Regions from separate parts of the Xenopus laevis genome. Here region 2 is linked to region 1. The links are chromatin contacts, called in public Hi-C maps. All regions are on one chromosome and are shown on one strand. Each heading gives the region's core, a stretch centred on a gene start, on an enhancer-like site or on the middle of the called end of the contact. The rest is flanking DNA. Distances are from core to core; before and after follow the strand shown. Region 1 overlaps grik4.L (glutamate receptor ionotropic, kainate 4). Region 2 holds the start of grik4.L (glutamate receptor ionotropic, kainate 4).

What was found. A called contact is a pair of places that touch in the nucleus more often than the background predicts.
Region 2: a contact with region 1 is called in a Hi-C map of the XTC cell line, with 3 times the contacts expected there. The contact joins the promoter of grik4.L here to the enhancer-like site in region 1. A contact is called at or near these places in 2 of 4 Hi-C or Micro-C datasets (the XL177 cell line and the XTC cell line).

What each region holds. Positions count from the first base shown.
Region 1 is chr7L:80,158,528-80,162,709 of Xenopus_laevis_v10.1, reverse strand. The region is part of intron 12 of grik4.L (glutamate receptor ionotropic, kainate 4); the gene reads left to right. Among protein-coding and RNA genes, the nearest start is that of tlcd5.L, 64 kb to the right of the region's middle. Within about 2 kb of position 2,104, at least 1 of the 7 cell types and tissues checked has an H3K27ac peak or open chromatin away from gene starts, as enhancers often do.
Region 2 is chr7L:80,461,740-80,465,810 of Xenopus_laevis_v10.1, reverse strand. It overlaps grik4.L (glutamate receptor ionotropic, kainate 4), which reads left to right and starts at 1,798. Exons shown (of 20, transcript XM_041569223.1): 1 at 1,798-2,332.

The DNA of each region.
Region 1 (4,182 bases), core at 855-3,354:
CTTAAATAGACAGTATACCCCTTGCTCAATATGAGAGCTTGTGCTGAACATACTTTTTGCTTATAGTTATAATCACAAAACAAAGTAGACAGGGTATTTGAAACTACTCTGTTTGATAATGGAAAGATACTAAAACATTTGCAAAAAGTTTTTTGGTAATTAACACAATAGGCAAAATGTATGTTTGGCACACACTCTGTTAATTAAACTCATAAAAAATGGGGGTATATCTTAACAAATGTTTATTTATTCAGTTAAAGGTCACCCTTTTTTATAATGCTAAATTTCCTGGAGGCATTCGATCAAGGGAGCACTGTATAAAAAATATTCAATGTGAAATTTTTTTTTTATTTTATTTCCTATCTTACAAAAGTGCTTTTGTAATGTGCTTTAGAGGACTGTGTGCGACATTACATTGAATTCAAATTGTGAAACACTGTTATATATATATGTTTTTTTTCACGGATATATTTAAGAAATTAAAAATATATAACTGCAGACAATGCTAAAAATAAAATAAAGGAGCTTAGACATTTGAGAACCTTAAAATGAGTAGGCAGTAGACTGAAGCATAATGATAAAAGTCACCAGCACACTGGCTGTACATTAATGGGCTTCAGGGCTGCAAATAGAGATATCATGATTGACTCTGTCTACGGTCTGATTCAACAGAGAATTGTATTAAGATCTGGGTCTTGCATCTGTGGAATATATTAATATACAGAACATATTTCCAGGGAAGGTTACTAAGATGTTGCTTGCATAAAAACATACAGAGATCAAAATTGATATCTATACACTTGGAGGAAAGACATACAAGTAAGATATCTCCAAATGTCAATGTATAAAAGGGATCAGCAAGGTCAGAATATTATATTTCAGAGGAAGAGAGGCACTGGAACAGGTATCTTGAAAGTGGGAAGCTCAGGTGTAATGGTAAGAATTGAAAAGTTAGTGTATACTGACATACTGGTGGTTGATTAAAGCAACAAAAAAGGATTCATATCTTCTGTTATTACAAAGTTTGGGTTGTCAAGTGTAGTGGTCCAATTTTGCCCAAGGTTTATTTTCCAGGGGCTAAACAACAAAGTTGCTAGGGCTACATAGGTTATAGCAAAATGTATCAAAATGGCAATACTTTGGGATTTATGTAATTAAAGGTGCAAAGTTTGCTTCAGGTCTAATCATCTATAGAAACCAACATTTACTGGCTAGGTATTTAAAAGCCAATATCTTATTGATTGCTATGGATTACTAGACCTGGGCAAACTTTGTGCTTTTTATCACATTTAACTTTACCTTTTGTTGTACCTGAACATTAGTATAAATAGAGACCCAGGGACTTCTGTGGAGCTTGATCTTGTGGATGGCCACTTTTTAACTGGGCTCTGTAAGTTGAGTTAGGAACAAATGCAACAGAAGCCCCCATGGCACACTCTGCCTGCAAGTTATATAGGCCAGTTTCTTTGACATTGGTGGTAGCAAAGCTTTTGGAGTTTGTAATAAGGGATACTGGATTGTATTTTAAATACTATACTATACAATACTTTGAGTTTGTCATCATTGTTTTATGTGCAATAGATCTTGCTAGACTTATTGAATTGCCTTCTCTGAGGAGGTTAGCAGAAACCATGACACTGGGGTGGCAGTGGATGTGATCTACTATTTGTTCCTGGTTAGAGAATTTAAATTACTGTGTTACTCTCTTACTTACTAATGATACTAAATTGTTAAAATAATTGTGCAAATTAATTATTTCCATGTAGACATGAAAGGTTGGGCAGCAGTCAAACATAAATCAGAACACAGGCCTAAGGTCAGGACAGGCAAAAATCAGTTAACAGGTGGAGGTCAAAACACGGAGATCAGATACCAGAGGGAACAGGGATAGGAACTGGGTTACCAGATCAGGAACAGTATCACAACTCAGGAACAAGATCAACACGACGCAAGGCTGGGATAAGGCAGGTTGGCCAGTGATCCAGCAAGCAGGAGTCAGGCTTAAATAGCCATTTAATGAGTAATTGCCTGTAGCTGGATAGGGGGTGTGTGTCAGGGAAGATTGACACAGAGGCAGCAAAACAAAAGGCACTTTGTCAGAGTAAGTAAGAGTAAGGCCACACCACATTGCCTCCTGTGGCTCAAGTGGGAGGAGCAGTGGCAGGAATACAACAGGTACCTGGTTTGAAACCAGGGAGTTCTTGAAACCTTATTCAAACTTGAAACACTCTAGGAAAGTAAAAGGAATGTAGGAGGAAAGCTTGAAGTAGGATTCATGTGGCTTTTCAGGCTTAAAGTTTATCCACGCTGCAACAGGGGTTGTGTATTTAATTCAGACACTGCAAAATAAAATAGAAGAAAATTAGAAAAGTTCAGTAATATTCAGAGAAGACCTTCAATTAGTCATTCTAGGGAACAATAACTAAATGTCATTACACTGCCAAAAAGGAAAGAACTGTGAAGATGCTTGATATGTCTATGCTAGTCTTCTTTGCCACAAAAGAATCCAGAAAAAAAAAATTGAAAATGGCATTGCAAGGTCCTGCTATACTTCCCTTTACTTTTATTACCTATATGGTGAAAGATAATGCACTTTTTAATGTATATTCAAATGGAAATGTGAAATACATACAGGGAATACATACAGTTTAATCATACCCTTTTGGCAGATGCAGTACTTTTAATGCCTGATGGAATTAATAAACACTTAAGTCTTTTTGAACACTGCATTGTGTAGGAGAAAAATGTATACTTATTACTATGATTAGGCAGTGGCACAAAATTAAAAGAAATACCTAATGTTCCAGTCACTGCCTCCCATGACTCTTATTGACTTGAATGGAATATGCACAAAGTGTAGCTGTGAGTGTATTCAATACAATTCAAGCTGCAAATAGTGTCTTCTTATTTGTAATTTGGCTCTTGGATTGATAAATGTCATACCCTACAGGATTGGCGAGTGTATGGACACATTTAAGCTGGTCATAGACGTAAAGATCCAATCGTACGAATCAACGTACGATCGGACTTTCCCATCTCCCGACCCTCCACTAACCATAAAGATCAAAGTCTTACCATTCCGATCAAATAAAGTAGTAAAAGAACAGATCAGCCAATGCACTACCTCTGACAGCAATCGTACGATAGTTATGTCTGACAAAGCTAGTGACACGATTCGTACGATCGGATCATTGCGTCTATGGCCAGCTTTAGGCTGGGGACAGATGAGCTTTATTTCTTCATGAAAGCAAAGAACCGATTAGTTGCTATAGACAACTTCTCTGTAATTTAGCAATTCAGCCCTAATAAATCTTCATGCTAATGCCCTAATACTATGCTATCAATTCAATGAAAAATATATGAACAATAAACTACTCATAATAAATGACTAGTCACAGGAGACAAATTATGATTGGGAGAGAGAGTATGGGCGTGTTCTGACAAATGAAAATATATGATTGAATGTAGTGGAGTCAAGTGCAGTGCAGAAAGTCATGGAGGTGAAATCCAGATTTGCCCAGCGGAATAGTTGCCTGCTGTTCATTTGTATGCCTAGCAGGCTAAGAGCTTTCATTCGGCTCTGGATTGAATATGTCAGTTATGTATGTGCTATGAGGGCTAGGTTAATTAAATGTATCAATGTTCTGAATATTAACAATATCCTAAGCAGGATCACAAAGCCAGTCACTGATATATATCCTACAATTAAGATTCAATTTGCTAGGGGTACTTTTACCATGCAGAATAGCTCTGGGTAGTTATAAGATTAAACAGCAGAATACTGATACACTTGCTTGGTTAAAATCCAAGTGCAGAGAGGACATACTGTGTGTACAGTAGTTATATAATAAGAAATATCTGGCATTCTTAGATAGAATGCTCAGTATGCTGCCTTATTAGCAAAGACAGGCATTCTTGTGTTTACTCTGCATCAAGATACAGTCTTGTCTAAAGGTGGCCATACACGGGCCGATAAAAGCTGCCGACAGACCAAGTCGGCAGCTTATTGGCCCGTGTATGGGGGCCCCCGACGGGCTTCCCCGATCGAGATCTGGCCGAAAGTCGGCCAGATCTCGATCGGATGGGGTTAAAAATCCTGTCGGATCGCGGCCCGCATCTGTTCGTTGATGCGGTCCCGCGATCCGACCGCCCGTTTGGCGAACGCTAGGATCCGATCGTTGG
Region 2 (4,071 bases), core at 549-3,048, 300 kb before region 1:
GAATTCTTGGAAATAACCCTGAATTAATCCCCTCATCTGGTCACCTGCAGTTACAAAGTACTCACCCTATGTCAGTAATTTGCACCCTAATTGTTTTTCACTGAAAAGCATTGAAGTTGCACCTGGAATTCTTTGAAGCAGGGGGCATGGGGGGGGGGTCAGATAGGTGGGGCTTGGACTGAAAGGGCCTTATACATTAGGATCCTTTCAGTTATGGGTTGGTGTCTCTAAAGACAGCATCTGGCCATGGGTTAGATCAACTCCCAGTGGGTCTGCATAACCTCCAATAGTGATCTGATTGTTGGATGCCAAATAATCAGATCAGCCCAATCTGGCTCACTACCTTACCAGTTGGCTAATTGAACTGTTTGTATCCTGAATGTTTGGGTGGCTGACCCTCTGGGGTTGACCTAGGAGGTCTTTTCTTTAGCCTAGACATTACAATTCTTGCCCCCTGTCCCTGTTTTTTTCCCGAGATATATTGACTAAGACTACAATTAACCTGTTTTTTGCACAGGTGTTCCAGGCTTCATATTAGTGGAACAGGCAAGTACGGACCATGCGCTCTTGTGTCTGTCATTGCTATGGACAGAGTGAATTATGTGTTATAAATTTGAACATGATTTCCCCTCTCCCCGGGCTCTGTCCTATCATAGTGCAGTTTAATGCCAGAGGATGAGATCATGGACTGAGAGTGAGAGGCAAACTGTAGAAAAGAGAAGGTATAGAATCAGCAATGGCAGTACCACTGCTGTACAACCAATATATTATTAAGTTTAATTGGGGTGAGGGTCACTGTTCCTTGCTATCAGACACTGTACCCTTTAATGCAAATGTGAAAGTAAGAAACTCTGTATACATTGTAATTAGGAATTGGGATAAGGAACTGAAATGTCCACTTTGCCCAGCATGACCGTGTACTAGAGTTGTTGTATAGCACCGGGGGGTTCTGGAGGAACGTCATTTCGTTTCTACTATGTACTTTATTTACTGTATATGGCTGAAATGACAATAAAATCCAATTGACTTGACTTGAATTAATACAGTAGAATGTGCCACAAAACAGACACAGTGCCTGCAAGCAATGTTTCAAACATAGACTAGATGCTTCAAGTCTTGATACAGAAGTGGGATACTAAGAGCACCAGGACTTACGCAGAGAACTTAATCTATGGGCTAACTCATGCCTTTCTGTGCATAGAAAAACACTGCTTGTTTCCTGTCCAGTGTGAATCCTCTAGCTGTAGTTGAACTTCATTTCTTAGCATTCTCTGGCAGACTAAAATCTGCCAGACTGTAGCAGGAGATGTGTTGTACAGTTTTTCTAAATATAAATACTTGGCTGTTCCCTCCCCAAACTACCACCACCCGCAGTCACTACATTTTCCCCAATCTGGTTTTCAAACATCTAGAAGCCCATAGTTTAGACACCAGCTCTCAGGATTGGGAGGCTTTTTCATATTAAGTGAAATATTGAATAAACATATGAAAGTGCAGTAACATATGAGTGCATTCTTGTAGGGACTATTTATCATTCCTGCCATTGGTACTTTCAATAGAATCTGCTCTTAACCCCAGCAGAAGAGGAAAGAGAGGATCACAAATCATTTCTTTTCAACTGCAGAGAAAGTATACATCAAACTCAAGGGACAGAGCTGTTCTACTTTCTTTAGACTTTTACTTCTTGTTTGTTTCTTTTTCCTTACATCTCCTGCTTTGTGTGCTCCCTCCCAACTCATTCATTCTCCACTAAAATTTGCATTCTGTTCCTCCTGTCAATCAGTGCACCTCCCTCCCTGGCTCATTTTCTCTCTACTTATCATTGTCTCTCCGTTTCTTTCCAGCTCTATTCTTTTCCTGAACACATTTCCTTAATCTCTCATTTATTGTCTCTCTTTTTCTTCCCTCTTTCTTATTTCCATCACTCTCTGGCTAGTCTTTACCCCTCCTTCTATCCCTCCTATATACTCCCTCCTTTTCCCATGCCTCTGTCTTCTCCATAGCCCCCCTTTTCTCTATCACTCCCTCCCTTCCTCTCTATCCTTCTCTACACGGCTACCTATTCCCTCAGCCTCTGTCTCTCGCCCTCTGCCTCTTTTGTGCTGGATCCTGGATATTTCTAAAGCAAGACAGTGACTGCCTTATTCTTAGTATCTCCTTTCTGCATCACCCCCAGATGTGCTTTGTGCTGCATTTGGGAGGCAGTGTCTGGGACATGACACCAGCAGCAGAATGAAGCATGGAAGAGAAAGAAAGGGAAGGCATGGACTGTGCCCCTTTCTCCGACATCACCGCCTTCTATAGATGTTTGCAGAAGAGACACTAAAAACAGGTGGGAACACGTATAAGTCGAAGGGAAGCATTGCAATGAGGTTTGTCTATATATTTTGTAAGAATGTCTATTGGGATAATTGAGGGTCCTTTATAGGATATATTTGGGCTGGGGAGTAATGTTTTACTGCATCTCCACATTAAATCTTTGTTCATTTAATGTACCTGTCAAAAGTTATTTCATAGGTTGCAGTTTCTGGTGCCACCAAGGCATCCCCCCTCCAGACTGTAATCAATTTGCAATAAGTGACTTTGTAAGGTTGTGAGCATACCAGTACAGTCATTTTAACCATTTGCCTCTACAGGAATCCTAGTCAGGCAGGTGAAAACGATATCATGGCGCTAAATTACAACTCCCATTATCCTTAGCTAGCCAGCTACTTTCCAATGTTGCAAGGGAGCAACAGCTGGAGAGCTGCGGGCTTTGCTTTCCTGGACTAATGAATAGTAAATGTTGGTGCTTGTGGAATAATGCACCCATTTGATATCTGGAGAGAGAGGGAGAGAGTGGAAGAATCAGGCAGTGCAGTCTCGTAGATCCTCTGGTGACAGAAAAGTCTTTAATGCATTAGAGCAGATCAATGTTTCTGATTAGTATGGGGGCTGCTAGATTATAAAATACATACTTTTAATTATTGGAAATGTACAATACCTTGCTCTGTGACAGCCATCTTTATTTCGCCCCCTGTTTCAAATAAATTAAAGAGAAGGATTGGTCTCATTATAGTAAATGTATCTTGCAAGGGTATCTGGCAAGTCTTGAAAAAGTTGCCTACAATAAGGCATTAAGCAGTTCCTCCCCTTTACATTGCATGTGTGTGTGTGTGAATGAGAAGGGACATTGCTGGCTTTTTAGCTGAGATCTTGGTAATCATGATGCAACTCCCTGCTCTTCAGGCAATTACTGTGTATTTGAAAGGTGGGGGTTAAGGGGAAGCAGGGGTATAGTGCAATGAATGACTGCTGCTCTGCTGGAAAATGACAGGCAGGTGAGTATAGGGGGCTGACTTGGGACTGCACTGCTGCAGATGCATATTATTTTGGGACTGGTTTGTTCTGCTGTAATTAAAATTCAGCCCCCTGCTCTGTTTCCATATGGGATGTATGAGGCTGAATTACCAATGAGGTGGCATGCAAGCTCTGAGTAATAGGCAACTAGTTCTAGTCCATGGATTTACTACCTTGCAGATGAACAACATTTCTTCTAGGCTGGAAATAAAGGTCACAGGTCTGCAGTTTTAAAGGCTAAATAGAAAGAGCAGACAATGTGGGCTAAGTGGATTCCCTCTCCTTTTTTATTGATGATTTTTGTGCGTGTACAAATTTAAAGTGAATCTCGGCATCACAGGCCATATATATATATATATATATATATATATATATATATATAATTAGTTAACAGTTAATAACTGCTAACATGTATAAATCTATCAAACAATGAAATAGGATCAGTCCTTGTTTATAAGTTATCCTGTGCAAAACACTCGATTCCTCTATATCTATATTTTATATAAGTTTGAGCCTTCTACCTGGCTAAGGAATGGATTCTCTTGTTAGTTTTGTTCATTAGCCCAATACACTTTTTTGTCTTGAAAGAAATGGAAGTTTCCTTTCAAGATTCATTTACAATATAATTGGTATGAGACAAACAGAAATTTTCTTTCATTTGTCATTTAACATTTTTTTTTTTGTCTACCGTCCATGCTTTTTCTTGGCACATGTAACGTTAGATTGTGACCC